Regions from separate parts of the Sus scrofa genome. Here regions 2 and 3 are each linked to region 1. A link is a contact called in public HiChIP or PLAC-seq data. All regions are on one chromosome and are shown on one strand. Each heading gives the region's core, a stretch centred on a gene start, on an enhancer-like site or on the middle of the called end of the contact. The rest is flanking DNA. Distances are from core to core; before and after follow the strand shown. Region 1 overlaps MBNL1 (muscleblind-like protein 1). Region 2 has its middle 130 kb from the start of SUCNR1. Region 3 has its middle 130 kb from the start of RAP2B.

What was found. HiChIP or PLAC-seq counts read pairs in DNA pulled down with a chosen protein or histone mark.
Region 2: an H3K27ac HiChIP or PLAC-seq map of alveolar macrophages shows a contact between it and region 1. The contact joins two enhancer-like sites. A contact is called at or near these places in 2 of 47 Hi-C or Micro-C datasets (embryonic fibroblasts and psoas muscle) and 1 of 2 datasets of contacts at active chromatin or transcription factors (alveolar macrophages).
Region 3: an H3K27ac HiChIP or PLAC-seq map of alveolar macrophages shows a contact between it and region 1. The contact joins two enhancer-like sites. A contact is called at or near these places in 1 of 47 Hi-C or Micro-C datasets (embryonic fibroblasts) and 1 of 2 datasets of contacts at active chromatin or transcription factors (alveolar macrophages).

What each region holds. Positions count from the first base shown.
Region 1 is chr13:92,672,369-92,675,808 of Sscrofa11.1, reverse strand. It overlaps MBNL1 (muscleblind-like protein 1), which reads right to left. Exons shown (of 13, transcript XM_021069664.1): 7 at 96-353. Among named protein-coding and RNA genes, the nearest start is that of MBNL1, 180 kb to the right of the region's middle. Within about 2 kb of position 1,523, at least 8 of the 83 cell types and tissues checked have an H3K27ac peak or open chromatin away from gene starts, as enhancers often do. A contact at or near this core is called in alveolar macrophages, where this site is marked.
Region 2 is chr13:92,247,098-92,250,439 of Sscrofa11.1, reverse strand. No RefSeq gene overlaps it. Among named protein-coding and RNA genes, the nearest start is that of SUCNR1, 130 kb to the right of the region's middle. Within about 2 kb of position 1,424, at least 4 of the 83 cell types and tissues checked have an H3K27ac peak or open chromatin away from gene starts, as enhancers often do. A contact at or near this core is called in alveolar macrophages, where this site is marked.
Region 3 is chr13:93,176,759-93,180,080 of Sscrofa11.1, reverse strand. No RefSeq gene overlaps it. Among named protein-coding and RNA genes, the nearest start is that of RAP2B, 130 kb to the left of the region's middle. Within about 2 kb of position 1,695, at least 10 of the 83 cell types and tissues checked have an H3K27ac peak or open chromatin away from gene starts, as enhancers often do. A contact at or near this core is called in alveolar macrophages, where this site is marked.

The DNA.
Region 1 (3,440 bases), core at 274-2,773:
AAAAAGGTTAATAAATGAATAGCTTGTAGTCAGATACAGTTGTTCACTTTGCTTTTTTGACTGTTAGCAAGGATTGAGCTGAGGTCTCTACTTACCATGGCAGCTGCAGTGGCTGCAGCCTGTGCTGCTGCAGCCTGGTTGACCTGGTATTGGGCAGCCTTGATCTTGGCTTGCAGATGTGCGGGAGGATGAAAGTATTTGCACTTTTCCCGAGAGCATCTCCCTTTGATGTAATCCATACACACGGTGACTGTGTTGTCATTGGTGTCAATCATTGTGCTGTCAGCAGGATGGGCAAACCGACAATCGTTTTCTCCTCTGTTGCAATTGCCACGCTGGTACTCTCGACATACCTACAAAGTCATTAAGTGCACAGGGGTGAGTCAACATGGACAACTTAAACTGCATAATGTGAGAAAAAGAATGTATATATGTGTGTGACTGGGTCACTTTGCTGTACAGTAGAAATTGACAGAATACTATAAACCAACTATAATGGAAAAAATAAAAAAATTAAAATTAAAATAAAGCGCAAGACTGGTGATAGATGTCTACAGGTCAAAGGGGAAAAGGTAATTAGCAAAGGAACCATAAAATAACTTGAAAACATTGCTAGTTCAGGATAAAAATTACAACCCCATTTTAGTAAAATGTCCACAAGAAAGAAAATGCATGTATGATACTAGTTATGATAAAATATCTAATTTAAATTATGGTGATACACTTATTCATTACCAAAGGGAAAACAGTAACTTTATGGTGAAGAACCCCATAAACACCACTTTAACTGAACAAAGTTAGTATCACCCGTAATGACATCACATACCAACCGATATGACACACTGAAAGCATCACTTTTGTTGTACTAATGCTGAGAACGCATCACCTGAATTTGATCATGAGGAAACGTCACACAAATTGAAATGGTAGGATATTTTGCAAAATGACTGATCAGTACTATTTCAAAATGTCAAAGTCATGACAGAAAAGAGATTGAGACATTGTCACAGACTGGACAATCTTGGAGTCAGAGAAGGGATATTGGTAGGACAGCTGGTGCAATGTGATTAAGTTCTGTAGACTGGTTAAGAGCAGCATAGCAATGTTAATTTTCTCATTTTGTAAGTGGTAATAATATGCTTATATAAGGTGTTAATGTTTAGGTAAGCTAGGTGCACCAGGATAGGCAGAAACTCTTGGTTCTATTTTTGCAACTTGTATGCTAATCTGAAATTATTAAAAGTGAAAGTATAAAAAAGAAAATGATAGCTTTTTTGTAAAATGTTTCCAAGAGCTATTTCTTTGATCATTAGAGATTCACCTAGTAGCTATATACAGCTGATGGAAAAAGATAAGTTTTTGTTATTGTCTATTTGTTTTATATCTATTAATTTTGGATGAGGTCCCTGAGGAAAAGTGAAAATGGATTATTTCTCATTCGTCTGCTTGACCTTGACTCTTACTATTAAAGTCTGCCATGGTGCCTGCCCTAATCAAGAGGTTCCCAGCACTATGTTCACTCGTGGTAGTTTGACCTTTTTGCCACAAGAGGGCCATCTAAACCCAGAATGTCCTTTTAATATTTTCATGCTCCTACTTCATGCTTTAAGGATATTTCCTTTTTATTTTTCATAAATCTTTTTTACAAACTGAGAAAATATAGACCCCAAGTACTCTATTTTGGAGTTCATCAAGAAAAAATGGGAACCGTGTGGTGCAATTTAAAAAGCAAAGGTTTTCTTGGACTTAAGTACATGAAGAGATCACATTTAATTCTAGGTATTTCCCCTATTATATTCATATCCTATTTTTGAGAAAAGTGCCTCCTTTTAAAAAGGCCTCATAATTTATATCCACTACATCTTTAAAAGAGCATTACAAATGACATCTTGCACTATTTGGAAACCTCAGGCTAGCAAAGCATTGCATTCCACATTTCATTGAACCAACTATTCACCACCTCAATTTATTTAATTTAAAAAAATTATTAAATAACTGCTCCATGCCAGACACTCTGAGAGATATTAGGAATACAAAGTTACTGGAGATCCCATTTTTTAAAAATCATTTCATTTATCCTCATGGACAGAAGAAAACAAGGATAACCAGGAGTTTATAATTCGAAAAGCAAAAATACTTAAGCTATTATCCAGAACTATTGTTCTCCACTCTGGCTGAGCACTGGAATCAGGTGCGGAGCTTTCCAAACCACATATCCCCACTTACTAAGTTAGACGCTTCAAAATAGGAAGTGTGACACACTTAAATGAGAACAGAAACATTCATATATATATATATATATATATATATATATACATGTGTGTGTATATATATATATATATGTAAAAATTATGCTAAATTTATACCCCAGCATAAGCAAAAAGGCTATGTTTCTGCTGAAGCAAATCTATGTCAGTGCAGGACATCCAATAGGAAACCATCTGTAATAGGACACTACTGCTGTTAGCTCTTCGGTAATTCTTGCTTTTTGAATGTGCTCACAAAGAAACTGGCAACAGCTGAACTAACACTCTATTTTCCAGTTTCTCTTACTCTTTGCTACATTGACAAGAAAGAAGATCTAAAAGTAGTCTATTTGCAGGATCTTTAATAACTATTAAAATCAAAGATCTGTTATTTTCTGAAAACAACTACGCCAGGGCTGGTAACAGAAATTTGAGCATCATTCTCCCAAAATATAAACTGAGTGCTGGGCTAATTTTGACTTTTTATTCCTCACTCCATCTCAACGTTCTTTTTATTTTCAGCGATGTGAACTTTAAGTCAGGCTGTATAAAGATGGTCATTTTAAGGTCCCTTGACCCTCTCCATTTGCTTTATGCATATATCTGTACAGTTTGTACAGGTTAATAATTTGTTTATTACAATTTTGTACTCTTTACTGTCTTGCAGGATGCAGTAATTCTAAAAATATTTAAGAAGTGAATAACTCACAGTTAGCTTTGAATTTGTCCTAAATCCAGCCTTTTCTGATGTTCCAAGAATTTCAACTATTTTTGCATGATATACATTTTTGACTTCTAATTTTTATTTTCTAGCTTAAAGTTTCCCCCAACATGGGAAATGTTACAGAAGAAATAGTGCTAAAAGAGCTGTTCTCCCAATATTCTTGCCTTTGAAAAAAATAAAGACGAAATAGAAAATCTCTTATGAAAATTTGTACTCGGGAAACCTACAAGGCCAGAGGGCTAGAGAAGTTTACCTAACTTTAGACGTACATCTGGATTGTTGAGTACCTCTCTGAATAGAACAAAGTTCCCAAAGCTCTTCAAACAGATTTTTCTCTGATAATCACCATCAATAAAATGAGATCTATCCTTTCACTGCTAAATATGGATTTGGCCTGGTTTCTCTGATAAAGTCAAGAAAACTTAGACTGTGCTTCTCCCCACAAGAAATCTCTTAGTTTCAGTATTACA
Region 2 (3,342 bases), core at 175-2,674, 430 kb after region 1:
CAACCACCTTAACCAAGGTCACTTGGTGCAGAGGTTCCAACCTGGAAGAGGCAAGCCAGAAAGACCAGAACAGTGGCTCAGACATACACCTACCATGTCAAAAAGTCCGTAAGATAAGAGCTTTGAAGCTCTCCCTACAAAATCTGACTATTTGAAGTTTTCAATTTTGGGTCATGACATCTGAAGATCAATTAATGTAATACCTCTTATCAGTAGAATGAAAAACCCCACATGACCATCCTAATCACTACAGAAAAATTGTTCAAAAATATTTAACACCCCTTTGTGATTAAAAAAAACAAACAAACAAAAAAAAAAACAAAAAACTCAACAAGCTAGGAACAGACAAGAATTTTCTTAATCTGATAAAAGGCATCTTGAAAACTTACATCTAAAATCATATTCAATGGTAAAAGACTAAATGCTTTCCCCCTAAGATCAGGCACAAGACAACATTGTCTACTCTCTCAATATTGTACCAGAGACAGTGTACATGCAGTAAAATATTTGTAATATTTTGAACAATCCTCCAAGAATCTTGTCCAATTTTAACCTACTACAGAGTATTAGAAGCCTCTTTCCTTATCCTACCACAAAACATTTTGACCTATACAATCTGTGGGAAAAAAAATGGCTATATTGCTGTTTTAATTTGAATTGATTTAATTATAATTGCAGTTGAACATTTTTCATACATTGTCTATTTTTAGTAGTATCTCTGCAAACTGCTTTTGTGTGTTGTGATCCATTTTTATTTGCTGTTTTTTTTGTATTGATTTATGAAACTTCTTTATGTATTAAGATTTTTCATGTTTTATAAACTTTTTTTTGTTATTTGACCTTGCTCATGATATTTTTTACTATCTTAAATATTGAATTAAATGTGTCTGTTAGAAAGGGCTTCCTGTTTTCAAGGGCTTCAAGTTTTAAAAAATAAATCCCCTGCTTACTTTTATAATACTTAAATTTTGGTCCACAAAAATTATGAAATAAATATGGAGATAGGAATCCAGCTTTTCCCCTTCCAAATAGTTGACCAGTTGCTCCCTTACCATTAAACAAACTAAGTATAAATATATCTTCTTCTTATCATGTTAAAAAGCCATTTTATCATTAGTGAATTACTGTAAGGGTTTTTAAAACATTCATTTGGTTCTTTGTCACATTCTGTTTCCATTGTTCTCTGTAGGGAAAGGCGGTCCACGAGGGGTCCTGACAATCTTGCAGAGTATGCTGAAAGGCATATATATTTCCTGATATGGAGCTGTTTCTATAGCTAGCTACATAGGCAGCTGATAAAGTCAGTAATATCCACCCTATAACTCTTCACTTCCTGGGACTTGGAGAGACTGCCTTATTCATTGCTTGCTACAATGTTTACTGCTTGCTAAAAAATGCTTAACCCTTTGCCCTGGATTCCTTCCCTTGAATAAAACTCTGCCTCTGCTGGTGTCATGTGTACCCATTGCACAATCCTGGTGGAATTCAGGGACAAGAATAAGCACTGTAAATATGCTTATATTCATTCTTGTTGCAATGGGAGTAATGAACTCTTTCTCTGACCCAGGAGTTTCATGTCCTCTGCCAGCATCAATGAAACAGTAACAGCCTATCTTATTATCTTGTACATAGGGTAAAACCTTAAATTCTTCAAAGATTTTGGCAATCTGAATGTTTATTTATAGTAAGCTGTTTTAATTATTATAATTCTAAATATATATCTTAATAAATGGTAGGTCTGTGCCATCTTCAATATTTTTATATTTCCTCATCATTTCATGTCCTTGTTTTACCTGAAAATAAAAATTGGTAGTCATTTTATTGGATATTGAATAAAAATAAATTGATTAGGGACAATGAACATCTTCAAAATGCTGTCTTTCTAAGAACTAGACAGATGTCATTATTTATTCATTTATTTTTGTGTGATGCTCAATGGCATTTCTTTAACATAGATTATATTACTTTGTAGGTCAAAGTTGATTATATTACTTTTGTTTTATTTTATGTCTTTTTAGGGCCATGACCCCAACATATGAAAGTTCCCAGGTTGGGGTCAAATCAGAGCTGTGGCTGCTGGCCTACGCCACAGCCACAGCAATGCAGGATCCAAGTCGCATCTGCAACCTATGCCACAGCTCACACAATGCCAGATCCTTAACCCACTGAGCAAGGCCAGGGATCGAATCCATGTCCTCATGGATACTAGTCAGGTTTGTTAACCACTGAGCCATAATGGGAACTCCTGCTTTATTCTTAAAGATGAATTTTTTAGATTTTTTTTTTTGTATTGGTCAAGTGGCCAGGTTATGCTATGAAAATAAAAATGCTAAAATATTAGTAGCTCGGGTGTTCCTATTGTGGATCAGTGGTAACAAACCCAACTAGTATCCATGAGGATGCAGGTTCATTGCCTGGCCCTGCTCAGTGGGTTAAGGATCTGGGGTTGCCATGAGCTGTGGTGTAGGTCAGACACAATTCAGATCTGGCATTGCTGTGTCTCTGGCATAGGCTGGCAGCTGTAGCTCTGATTTGACCCCTAGCCTGGGAACTTCCATATACCACACTTGCTGCCCTAAAAAAACAACAACAAAAAACTATATATAGATAGATATATAAGCAATTTGATACAGTTTTTTTTTTCCCTTTCTTACACACAGCACACTTCTCAAACAAGTTGTTGGGAGAGGAAGCTTTGAGCAGAACATGGGTCTCCACCTGAAGTATGTTTTCTTATCACCCACCTTCAAACTACTAGGTCAATGCTAAATACTTTAGGATTTTGATTAAGGAGTATCCATTTTCAGTACTGCTTTCTATATTAGATATCATAACTTCCACTCCTGCAAAACTTCCAAAAGTCAGTGCCTTTAACACACATTTTTTTTTCTGGTACACATAATAATTCAATGCATATTTTAGTTAGCTGGAAATTCTCCAAATGGTAATCTGAGGACAAAGATATGTGGCCCCATCATCTTTAACACAGGCTTCTGAGGTTTCCTTCACTCAAATGATACACTTCTGTCTTTTTTGTCTACATTTTATTGCCTAGACCTCAGTCTGTGCCACCTTTAACTGCAAGAGAGAATGTGAAAATAGTGTCTAACTCTGGGCACAGGAAAAAACAAAAGTCCATCAAATTTTGCATAATAGCAAAACATTGTTAAAACTGTCACTTACAGTATCTCGGAGAGTGACCATGTGCCATCTGAAGTAATAGCTATGTGAAAAGTAGTTGGAAAGATCCACAATGGCCTTTAGCCTGCTGTTGCAAGAAAGATATGAGCTTAGGCAATAATTGCCAAGCTTTTCAACAGAATTTGGAAGAACTGAAACAGA
Region 3 (3,322 bases), core at 446-2,945, 500 kb before region 1:
TTTTCCTTTTCTTCTTCTTTTTTTTTTTTGGTGTGGGGTGGGTACAAATTATCCCTTTTTATGTTGTGTGTTTGTTAACAAATTAAAGTAGCTATATTATTTTTACTACTATGTTTCTATTAGCCTTTATGTTATAATTGTTCAACAATCTATTCTGAAATAGATGCAATTTTATGATTTTTTTTCTATTTATCAGCTTACTATAGGTTTTGTATATTTTTGCCTTTTGTTTGAGGTAGAAGAGCTCCTTTCAACATTTCTTGTAAGGCAGGGCTAGTGGTGATAAACCCCCTCAGCTTTTGTTTATCTGGGAAAGTCTTTATTTCTCCTTCTTATCTGAATGATAACTTTGCTGGATAGAGTATTCTTGGCTGATAGCTTCTATCTTTCAATATTTTGAGTATGTCATTCCAGTCTTTCTGGTCTCTACAGCTTCTGATGAGAAATCTGCTGATAGACTAATAGAGGTTCCTTTGAAGGTAGCTGTCGTTTTCTCCTCCTGGCTTCCTTTAAAATTCTTTATTTATCATTGACAAATTTAACACAATGCGTTTTAGAGAAGTTTTTTTTGTATTGGGGTAAATGGGTGTACTCTTAGCTTTGTGAACATGTATATCCAGTTTCTTCCCTAGATTTGAGAAACTTTCAGCTATTATTTCTTTAAATAAAAACTCTGTTCCATTCTCTCTCTTCTTCTCTTGGATTCTCATTATCCATATATTGCCTTTCTTAATGAAGTTTTCATAAAATTTCTTTATTTTTTTAACACCTTTCTTATTTAGGTAAAGATTCTTTTTTTGTTGGCTGCACCTATGGTATGTGGAAGTTCCCCGGCCAGGGATCAAACTCTCACCACAGCAGCAACCCAGGCTGCTGCAGTGATAATGCCAGATCTTTGACCCAATGTGCCACAAGAGAACCCCTAAGTAAAGATGTTTAAACTTTGATTCTAGCAATTCAATTTGGTAACTAGCTGTCTTTCTTTTATTTTTCAGTAGGTGGCGCTATAGCACAAGTTTTTGGTTTCTTTTACCTGCACTGCCTTTGGCTATATTTGAGGATCTGCACTTTCCACCCTCTACCGCCTCTGCCATGGGTGTCGCTGATACCTTCATTGTTGCTGCTTGTGTCTCTCAGGTTGCTGGTGGCTTGCTGCTGGTAGCTTGCTGGTCACTTGCTGCATTGCCACCAGGGGCACCAGGGTGGTGTGCCTCTGTTGCATCTGGGGTTGTTGGTTTTAGATATGCCTGCTGTGGATTGGGAAGGGGCAGAGTCAAGGATGCTACTGTGGCTGGAGGGACAGGAATCATACATTCTGCTGCTGTGCTGCTACCCAGTTCCCTGTGGCCACTGTTGCCACTATAGCTGGGAAGCTGGAGTTGTGTGGACCCTCCTCTCTGCTGCTACAGGTTCTCTGGAGCTGCAGGCTTCAGCTACCACAGGGCCTGGATCATGGGTACCGCTTTTACCATTCCCCCACCTCCTCTGTGTTCTCCAGGCTACCCACCTTCAGCTGTGTAGATGTGTGAATCTCTCTGGGATCCAGATGTGTTGGGCAGAGAAGCCTTGGTTGAATTACAGATATTTTGCTAGTTGAAAATTGAAGGGGAGAGGCAAAGGGAAAATGTCATGCTGTCACCTCACAAGCGCATGTCCTTTTGCCTAAATAAATTAAATTCTAGGAACTGAGGGAATCTGTGGCTGAGTCAGAGCGCCGAAGCGATGACAGTGATCTGTGACAGTGGGAACTATTTCTAAAGCCTAGGGACTGGCAAATATAAGTTTAAAAAATGCAAATTTAAAAAACAAAAGTTTAAAAAATGCAGTTTCATAACAAACAAATATTTACGCTAAAGTCTGGTGAGGCAACTTTTGATTCTGAGCAAAGCAGTTTCTTAGCATTTAGAAATGGAACCAGACCTTCCAAATACAAATGGCAGACTTGAGATAAATGTTCATTTTCATTTATTTCTTAAGACTCAAAAATCACAAGGATTTAAAAATGCATAAATCTGAGTATATATGGCAGTAGATGAGAAAGACCCATACCTTTTGAATCTAAAAATGCAATACAAACATAGTTAACTGATACAGAAGTCCATGGAAAGTGAAACCTAAGTTTGTGATAGAGTAAAGCAGAAAAATCAAGGAGAAGTAAGCCATATCCACTATAAACCTGAAAAGACTTGGGAAAAGGGGGAAAACATAGGGATAGCTACCATGCATAAAGTGGGTAATAATAAGTCCAAATAATGAGGACTCCCTTCTCCTGCTTGGATCATATAATTTGACATCCAACCATATACCAGCCTTACCTCTACTATGCATGAGATTGGAATATTCCTCCCTGAGGGCAGTTACATGTGCTCAGGTGAAGAGCTTACCAATAATGACAGTCAGAGGTCTGAAAATAAAGTAGGTGGCTTGCTGGCCAGTCATCTTATAGAAAAGCCTACCAGTTGACAGGCTGCTTCACCTCCAACTCAAACACAGATTTTCCAAATAGCTTTCTCCGTGTCTGTCTCTTTTGCTAAACTAAGCTACCATGTGATGACCTTTCTCTAGTTGTTCCTCCACCTCCTTATCCATTTGACAGACTCTTCTTTATTCTTCATCCCTCAGCTTAAATGCCAAGACTTGCATGTTTTCTCAGAGAATAAGCACATCATCCCGTCTCCCTGATGCTGCATTATATGCATTTTTTGACGTTTTATTGCTTTTGTTATGTGGATCTAGGCATGCCTTCCTCCTCATTTGGCCATGATTCTTTCAAAGGTAGGGACCATATTCTTTTTAGGTCTATGTTCGCAGCCTCTATTCCAGTGCCTGGAACAAAGAAGAATGTATCTTAACCCATTTTTAATGTCAGTTGCGTACGGTGTGAATTTAGAACAACTAACCTAAAAGGCTTCTCTTTGAAACCTGAGCCACTGTGACTATAAAACAAAAATATGATTTCCCAAGAAGTAATCAAGACTGTGTATAAAGGAATTGGCCATTGTAATTATATAATTGAGAAAGTGAGAATCCGTTGGAAACAGAACTGGTATACTATGCAGTATAAAAACTATTGAAGAAAATGCAATCATTTCCTTAAAGTACTTATTTTTCATTCTCTATTCATGTTTTTTCTTCACTAGTCTCTTCACATTTAGATACCATGTAATTTTGTTCTGTATATATGATGTATAATAGATATATCTTATCTATATATATATAATTTTCAGTCTTACAAATCAGGCAGCGACATGCGTCTACTGTCTAGCCATTCCTTGTGTTTGGATTTGAGGACTTTGAGAACAGTCTTAGCAATCAATTTCTA